Regions from separate parts of the Aphis gossypii genome. Here region 1 is linked to region 2. A link is a contact called in public Hi-C data. All regions are on one chromosome and are shown on one strand. The core of a region is the stretch at or near the end of the contact, and the rest is flanking DNA. Distances in the headings are between cores, read along the strand shown. Region 1 holds the start of LOC114127332 (leucine-rich repeat-containing G-protein coupled receptor 4-like). Region 2 holds the start of LOC114127375 (40S ribosomal protein S20).

Region 1 (4,758 bases), core at 1,388-3,887, 260 kb before region 2:
GCAATAGTTAAAGCCAATCTATAAAAGTTGAAAACAATATCTATCTTAGTTTCCGGTTTCGTCTAAAGTCCATAAACAATACTTAATACCTACCTATTATACACAATTATAATTTTTTTTATCTTTTATAAAAATAATTAACTCTAATAACGATTAACGAATGTTAAAATAAATTACTACTAAACGTATTTTTGAATAATATAAAATATGTTGGTATCAAACTAATTCAATGAACATACATTTTCGGAAATACATGATTTTATGAATATATTTTGAATTATACGTACCTTATTCATAGAAAATTTTACTCATTATCGTAATCCCTCCCTCAACTAATTTTGAAGAAACTCAGTTTAATAAATTATATAATTCACGAGATTTAATATTTGTATGCATTTATATAAAATATTAATGCTTTATAAATTTTTTCTGACTTAATACCTATAATGTTATACTATATTATACGTCTTGTAGAATATTATAAGAGTACTGAAACCATTAACCTCTCTAAGAATTTTTTTAATTTCCCTACTGCAGTGATTAAATAGTCGGAAAGTCATTGTAATTATTAAGTTACTTATTTATATAAGGAGAACATTTTCAGTAAAGGTATTAAGTCAGATCTCAGAAGGTGATTGTTAAGGATTTCAGACTGTTTATTTTCCTAACATAGGAGTATTGTAGTTGGTATACGTATTTTTTTCTATAGTAATTATTATGTATTTATGTCTCATAAAAAATAATTCATAACTTCGATGCTATGGCCTATTTTATATAAATGTAACGAAAATCTATTGAAAAATGAAATAATTTAAGACATTTAAGTCATTAAAATAATTCTTAAACGCAAAATCTATTTTCTTTATTTAATTGTGATTTCACAAAAATAATCTTGTTTACTTTAAACGTTTACTAATACTATAATTTTAAGTTCTAAATTTACATTTTACGATTGACCAAATATAGTTTTTTTAAATAAATTCTATTAAGTGTTTTAACGCTAAATGTATATATATTTTAGATTATATATACATTTAGATAACCATCAATAGATTGTTATAAGTTATAACTAAGTTATTTAAAAATCTTTATTTACCCAAATAGTTTATATCGAATTAAATTTGATTTTTAATATTTAAAACAGTTAATTACCTATTTACGAAGCTTATTCAAGCTTGATTATCAAGGTTGCAACGGCTAACGGTGGCTGCGCTCCTTACTGTAGGCAAATCGCGCATTTGATAAACCAGATTGTTTTCCTGCAAAATGTCGGTTGCCTCGATTATTTAATTTATAAATAAAACCACGATATCTATTAAATATTTTTTAATGAAATGTAAAATGCTAGAATTTGAAACAAAAAATGATTTTTGAAACAAATAATGGTTTACTTTATGTAAATATGTAGATGTATAAAGGTCCCCCCATCGCTGCAGTGTGTGGGGGGGACCTTAATACGTGTATTAAAATCTACACTGTAGCCTATTAGACTATACAGGACAGGTAGGCACATCTAGTTTGTTTCTCGAATAAACTCATTACACTTAATCATTTTATCACGTTATTTAAAATTAACGTTGTCAAAGACCAAATGCTAACAATGACTAACGACTATCAAATGACCATTACGTTATTATTTTAAACACATTATTACACTTAACGTTATATTGGAACCGAAAGGAAGAATTTATCGATTCCAATCGGTTTAAAACCTAAACAGATTATTATGACGATTATAAGATATATTATTCCAACAGTATTATATATTATGTAAATGTGTGTAAAACATCGCGTACAATACGAGTATTATATGACGCATAATATCATACGATTTCAGGGCGGCAGCGTTGGTATTTAGAGGATATATATAATATATTTATTACATAGTTGTACACAATATTACAATGTATATAATACACGGAATGCGCATGTTATTATAATATTATTAAAAGTTTAGATATTACTTCATATAGACATTATTATACTATGTGTACCTTTACGTGGCGTGTACCTACCTATGGATACGTTTGGCGTTTGCATTTCGAAAACACGACCGTCTCCCAGCGGATTGCGCACACAATATTTCATATTATTATTATTATTATTGTAATATATTAAACATTTTAATAAGGTACGATTCGCCACCGTCACTGATTGTATGATATTATCGTGATGTGTTTTAGCTGGTATATACCTACACGTCGGCGTCAACTACACTGTGCGACGTCAATGATGTCATCATCATCATATAATATAATGTAAAGTGATATAAATCGTAATAAATCGCTAATCGAGAACAAGAGTATAAGTAGGAAAAAACGGAGTCGCTGCCAGAGAGAGAGAGAGAGACCGAGAGAGGAAGAGAGACAGAGAAACGATTCGAACACAACAATATAATATGTATATTATTATATCAAAATAAGTTTAGTCGTCCGTAGTCGAGCATTGAGCTCACGCACTCGCACGCATTCGTGTACAGGGCGTATCCGGAGGATTTTTGACAATATTATCCGTTGAAATCATATCACTCGCTCAAGGTGCACCCTGTATACAAGTGTACGTTATACGCTATCATAATATATTATACGCACACACACACATGTGTGGTATAAAGACGTATATTTTAATAATATGGTATATAGGTACTTATCGCGTGCGAGTGCGCGCGCTCGTGTAATTCGTGTTTATTGCTATTCCCGTCGGTCGGTCGGTCGGTCCATTTAAAAGCGTATATTCTTGACGTGTGTCCCCTTTGCCGATCCGCGCGGGTCAGTTTGATAGCATTTGCAGCGCGCACGCAACGCATTTCACGCCACGACGCGCACCCGGAACGGATTCGAGACGATATTCAATCATCGCATTGACGTTTTTTATAAACATTATAATACGATTTTACGCGTTTCGCACGTCGGCCGGCTACCGAACACAAACACGAGTACAATACATAAGACGTGTAGTATATAATAGGTATAAATTATTAAAAAACTGCCCTTCGCGACAGATTTTCGTTGCACGCGGTTCTCTTTTCATCTTCTCGGAGAGGTGAGACCCGTCGGCTCGCGGTCTTCGGCGCGTCATAGGCATTTTCGTTTTTTTTTTTTTTTACAACCCGTCGCGCACCGTGCGCGGGACCCGTCGTACGGTTTAATATAATATTATATAGTATTTTAAGTTCAACATAATTGGTGTAATAGTGCGCTTACCGCGAAAGTCGAAAAGTCGTTATTTACATCGATCCGCCGTCGTCTTCCAATCACAGTGGACCGCGAACGAGGACTGAAACGCCGCCGTCTCTTGGTCGTAACGTAGTCGTCGTCGTCGTCGGATGATGTTCAGTAAGCACAAAATTCATTTTGCCGTCGTTTTGCGCTTAATATATATATTATATATTATTGTTTTTATATCGTATACTGTTATTGCCACGTTGACTGAGAAATCGTTGACAAATGAACGAATTGTAAAAATCTCCTTATCGTGGAGAAACGCGTTTACTTGACACCACAGTATATATAATATTATGTCGGACGAACGGACGCGGCAAAAATGTGTCCAAGGCCGCTGCGCGTCGTTTCCGTCGACCGGCTACCGCGCTTTGTTTGCGCGGGTTAGCAAAGACGCATAAAATAAAATACGCTTCTGTCAAGGAAGTTGTACCTTTGCCGCCAGCCGCGTAAAGTTTTCGTCTCGTGTCGTTATGATAGTATACAATAGTCCCGGGCGTTTATAACGACAAAATCATAGTCATCGAAGTCGACAAATTTAAAATAGTGTTGTGAAATTATATCGCCTAAATGAATACAGTGACACAGGACACGCGGGACTAAAATATTACATAAACGGTATACATAATACATATATTAGGTATATTTTCATCGATTTTAGTTGGGGATGTACAGCAACGACACGACATTTGAATATTATTTATAATAAATGCGCTGCAAAAACGAAAAACCGACGAAAACTGCGATGAGAATTACGGTATTTATAGTCCTGTATATATTGGTTGTTAATTCTTTACTCAAATGAAAAGTTTTTAAAGCAACAGGTTTTTATAACATGATATCGGTAATGGATATCTAATGATTTTTTTTTGTTTAAAGAAATCATAATTTTTTAAAGAAATTTAGGGAAAGCAATTGAAGTTTAGGTTAGCTTTCACCCACTGAAGCGAACCGATTTTTACGAACGTACTCCTCTAATAGGCATAATATAGTTCTTACATAGTTATACTTAAAAAAGTTATTATTGTTATAAGTTTTATAATGATTAGGATAATAGACAGTTTTAATATTATTATTTTCTAAAAACTATAACATACACCTTTTATAAATTTAATATTTTGGAACATATCACTTAACAGGGATCCTTTTTTTTTTAAAAAAAAAAAAAACAACGATGATTTATATAATATATACATTATACTGCAGGGTGTCCAATGAGGATTTATCTATTGTGACATCTCTTTAAATAGTAGAAATATCATAATTTTGCAGTTATTTTTTAAAAGATTCATCATGATAAGGACTTAAAAAAATATATTTTTTATTTAATTATTTTCAAAAAAAGTCATTTTGTAGAGTTTATTTTTCTGAAAATTGTAATGTTTCAACATTTTATTCTCAATAACATAGTTATTTTTAATATTTTTTTTAGTAGGTACACTAAAAGCATGCACCGACCTCACTATTCCGCGGGCCATATATTTGATACTATATGGAATTAAATAATTCACAGTGTTTTTCGAAACTAGAAAAAAAT
Region 2 (4,233 bases), core at 338-2,837:
ATCTTTAAATTCCAAATCCTTAAACAGATACAATAAAATTTTATATCAACAAGTAAATTTTTAACGAGAAAATAATAGTTATAAAGATAAAATATAGGTATGCCTTAATTATTTCCTATCGAGTAATAGACTAATCTGTATACAAATATACGGTTAAATTAAATGTTTTCATCAACCAATCTAACCAATAAATCTAATTTAATAAATGAGCATGTCCATAAGGTTAGATCCTATGTCTATGGTTAGATCTAATAAAAAATACTATTAAAAAAAAAAAATTGTTGACATTTAGGTATTTGTAATTAAATTATTTAAAAAAAAAAAATCGTTTTTCTTTAAATTGTAGTAAGCAAAATATACATCATATTAATTGACTGAAAATTTGAACAAATAAAAGAAAATGTTTCAACTTATCATAAAAGTTTGTGTATCTAAAAAATAAGTAATTGTAGAGAACATTTCCTAAATCATTACATACAATCACATGATAAATAAGTAAAAAATGATTTAACACTTTAAGAAATAAGAACATTAAGTTCAATTGAACAAAATAGTCTGAAGTTTACTAGGTACATTCAAATTAATTAGGTTATTAAAAATTACAATATCTAAATATGAAAAAACATAAATGATTTATGCATCTTATTATTAAGTAGAAGAGATAAATCAGCCTCAATGATAATCTATGTGAGTAAATAAAATTATCTATAATTTTATGGATTTTAAGATGAAAACAATAAATCAATAATAACACTTGGGACCTATAATAATTGATTTCAAAACTAATATTTAAGTACTGTCCACAGTAACCTGAACAGTCTTAACATGGAATATTATTATGCTCTATAAAATGTAAACATGAGTGCATACAAAAATCAGAAAAAGTGAAATATTCAATAATACGCACAGATGTATAGCCTTACTAGGTAGCATCTTAGTAGTAACAATTTAGGAGAATTATTTGTAAATCGTTAATTTGAACAATAACATCAACAGAGATTAAACGACATAGTTGGAGAATTACTTTAAGTTGACCAAAAATTAAGAACTTTTAGACAGCACACTGGGGAGGGTCAAGGGGCGACTAATAGTAAATCATACAAGTTGTATGCTGGTAATATAGTTTTTATTATTGACTATTAGTACATCAGTGAGTTAAGATATGGTCGTGTCCGTGTAGTGAAAGAAAATTGAAACCGTTTGCGATGATACGATAACAGCGATCAAAAATGGTTTTTGGAAACCACGACAACATAAATCGAGTACTTTTCGTATGGCGTCCACCGCCGGAAGACAGAATTTTACCGCATTTGATTATAACAAGACAGGTACGCGTCGAGTTTCGTTTTAGTTTTCTGGAACCTGTCAAAAGCTTGAACTAAAAGCGATAGCCAATTAATACGGTCATGTAATACTCACCATGATTGAATGTCTTCGATACAGCAAGCTGACGACGAAAATGAACGGAAACGGTCCGAATCACGAACGACTAAAAATCACCAAACGTGGAAAACCGATCGCAAAGGAGAGAATATGTCGAGTGGAATTGTTAGGTTATGTTATCGTGTATGGAATAATAGTGGTAGGCGGACCACGGACGTACTTTGGTAACAATTCGGTATGCAGGGTAAGCCTATGCCCAGTGCCGACAACGTGTTCACCGTGGTACCCATGTATTTCATAATCAGTTATGAATGATAAATTGTAGTTGTGATAATGTGATGTAGGCAATAGCCAATTGCCAATAATATGTTCAATTATTGTCTGTGGGCCGTTCGCGGGCCCCGGCACTTCTGTACTAGGTTAATCTTTCGTTTAAATATTTTTTTAACTATTAATTATTATTTATACTAACGTTAATGTTAAATAAATAAAGAATTCAAGTTCATATCTCATAGTACTACAGGTGAGTGCTTCAATAACGATGTAATTTTCAAGTTAACGAGTACTAAATTAATATTCATTCTAAAATTAAAAACTAATCAAATTTGAGTTTATGGCAATGATCAGTATCTATAAATACCTGGGCCCACCCATCCATACCATTATACCGAGTGAATCGCGCTGAATAACCCATCCAGTCAATATGACTCCTAACCACCTTTCACATCAATCTAAAGAACAAAATACTCTTGTATGAACTTGTACTACAATTTGTATGGTCATGTGGTGTACAACTTATATAGACAAACTTAAATGGGAAGAAGCAAGTATTATTTTTCCAGTTACTTGTGTTAATAATAAAATTGTTTACATTTATATAACAGGCATCACTAGTAGTTTCATTGTTTAATGACTGGTTTGATTTTTTGAACACTCAACAAAAATATAATAATGGGGTATCAAGTTATGGTCTGAATGAAAATGTTCAAAATGAATCAATTACTTGACAGGATGACTAAATTCATAAAATCAATGAAAGATGAGAGTACATGGTAAAACATCATTACTACCTTTTCAAAAGGGTAATAATAGGTAAATATTTCATATCCTTTAAAATAAACAATACATTTTGTTTTATTAAATATTATTTATCAAATAGCTTACGTTATTAATAGAAATAGTTACATGTAAGAGTAAGACATCTTTGAAAAATTTGTTAGTTGATTTAAAAAACTCTGCATTAGAATACATTTTAACCAGGAAATTGAATACAGATGGACTGGAACATTTTTTTAGCATCTTTAAGGGCTTGGATGAAAATGCTTGTAACACATCAAAGCTTTAGACTTCAAATACTGATGATTCTTAAATTAAAAGAAATTAAAATGAATGTTATTATTTTGCAGCCAATATTTAATTATTTGTTATTGATTATAATTTATAGTCTAAGATGGTACATACTATTAGGCAAGCATTATAATATAACATTTACTGAAAACACTAATTCACAATGTAGTATAGTGGCCTTCAACTTTTTTGGATTTGCAACCCACTTTTTTAAGGCTACATTTTTCGCGACCCATGTAAGCAGTGTAATTATTTTTTTACCTGATATAAATTTAATTTTTATTTTAAAAAGAAGACTTATCGTGACCCAATTTTAAAGCTTACGCTATCCAAAAATGGATCGCGACATACCGGTTGAAGACCACTGATGTAGTATACTAGTAAAGAAGATAAATTGTTGGGATAAAATGATATTTTACTGCCCAAATATTATTATTAAGGTGTAAATAATATTGATAAATTCACATGTTAAAGGTGTCCATTTAACTTCGGAGCAGAAAATTAAAGTGATATAATTTGACGAGTTATGTTTCTCAATCAATATGCTATGACAAAAATGAAAAAGTATGAGAAAGTGTATGGGTCACACAAGTGTGTTCAAACAGTTGTAGTTAAAGGTAAAATATTTTTGACGACTGTTTAACCTACCTGTAAAAAAAATTATAAAATGTGTAATGTTTAAAATATTATATTTGATTAGGTTAAATAGAAAATTGAGAGCAGCCAATCTATTATAATTATGATACTCTTAAGGATAAAGAGTATGGATATTATATTGTTAAAAATTATAGAAGAACTATATTAAGTTGGTTATGATGTAGCAACCGTCAGTGGTATGAATCTACAAACATTGGCTTGACGCATATTCTTAATGTAGATGAGGAGAACACATCATTGAAGCATTTCTAATATCAATGTACATGTGTTTTCACACGTACCTCATTTAATAAAATTAGCTAGGAATCATTTCCTTGACAGGTTAAATTAATATAAACTTATAAAATTGAATATTTAAATAAATTAAAATGTTCTTTCAAAAGATTTTTTCTTCCCAATAGAAAGTATATTGGGGAAAATATACAATCAAGAGTTACTAAATTCAAATACAGGGTAAGACCTTAAATTAGTTCATAAAGCCACAGAACGTCACATTAATGTCAAAGAAGCCTGAACAAATGAATGTAAAGATCACTATCAATTTGTTCAACTATCTAAATGATCGAAGACTATTATTTTCTAACAAGGAAATTTAATCAAAATGTAGTTGAGAACCTTTTTAGCTTTTTAAAGGATATAGCCAGATCTGCATATAATAGAACAAATGCCCTTGATTTTAAAATATTAGTAAATACTGCCAACTATTCATTTTACTAATATAAAAACCCGAGGAAATTTATAAATACATTTTGTTGTTTATAGTTTTAAATAGTATATTCTGGGAAAGAATTTCAACTTTGTTTTTACTAAAAACAACAATTTTAAAAATAATTCAGAAGAAAGTCT

The links. A called contact is a pair of places that touch in the nucleus more often than the background predicts.
Region 1: a Hi-C map of whole body shows a contact between it and region 2, with 2.8 times the contacts expected there. The contact joins the promoter of LOC114127332 here to the promoter of LOC114127375 in region 2. A contact is called at or near these places in 2 of 2 Hi-C or Micro-C datasets (both in whole body).

The regions. Positions count from the first base shown.
Region 1 is chr2:30,644,138-30,648,895 of ASM2018417v2, reverse strand. It overlaps LOC114127332 (leucine-rich repeat-containing G-protein coupled receptor 4-like), which reads left to right and starts at 2,637. Exons shown (of 9, transcript XM_027991536.2): 1 at 2,637-3,335. LOC126550525 (a long non-coding RNA gene) reads right to left here and starts at 2,246. Exons shown (of 4, transcript XR_007604648.1): 1 at 2,016-2,246; 2 at 1,153-1,259.
Region 2 is chr2:30,382,567-30,386,799 of ASM2018417v2, reverse strand. LOC114127375 (40S ribosomal protein S20) reads right to left here and starts at 1,587. Exons shown (of 3, transcript XM_027991599.2): 1 at 1,420-1,587; 2 at 1-18. The coding sequence starts at 1,422. It overlaps LOC114127374 (a long non-coding RNA gene), which reads left to right and starts at 1,750. Exons shown (of 3, transcript XR_003592671.2): 1 at 1,750-2,475; 2 at 3,205-3,347; 3 at 3,431-4,233.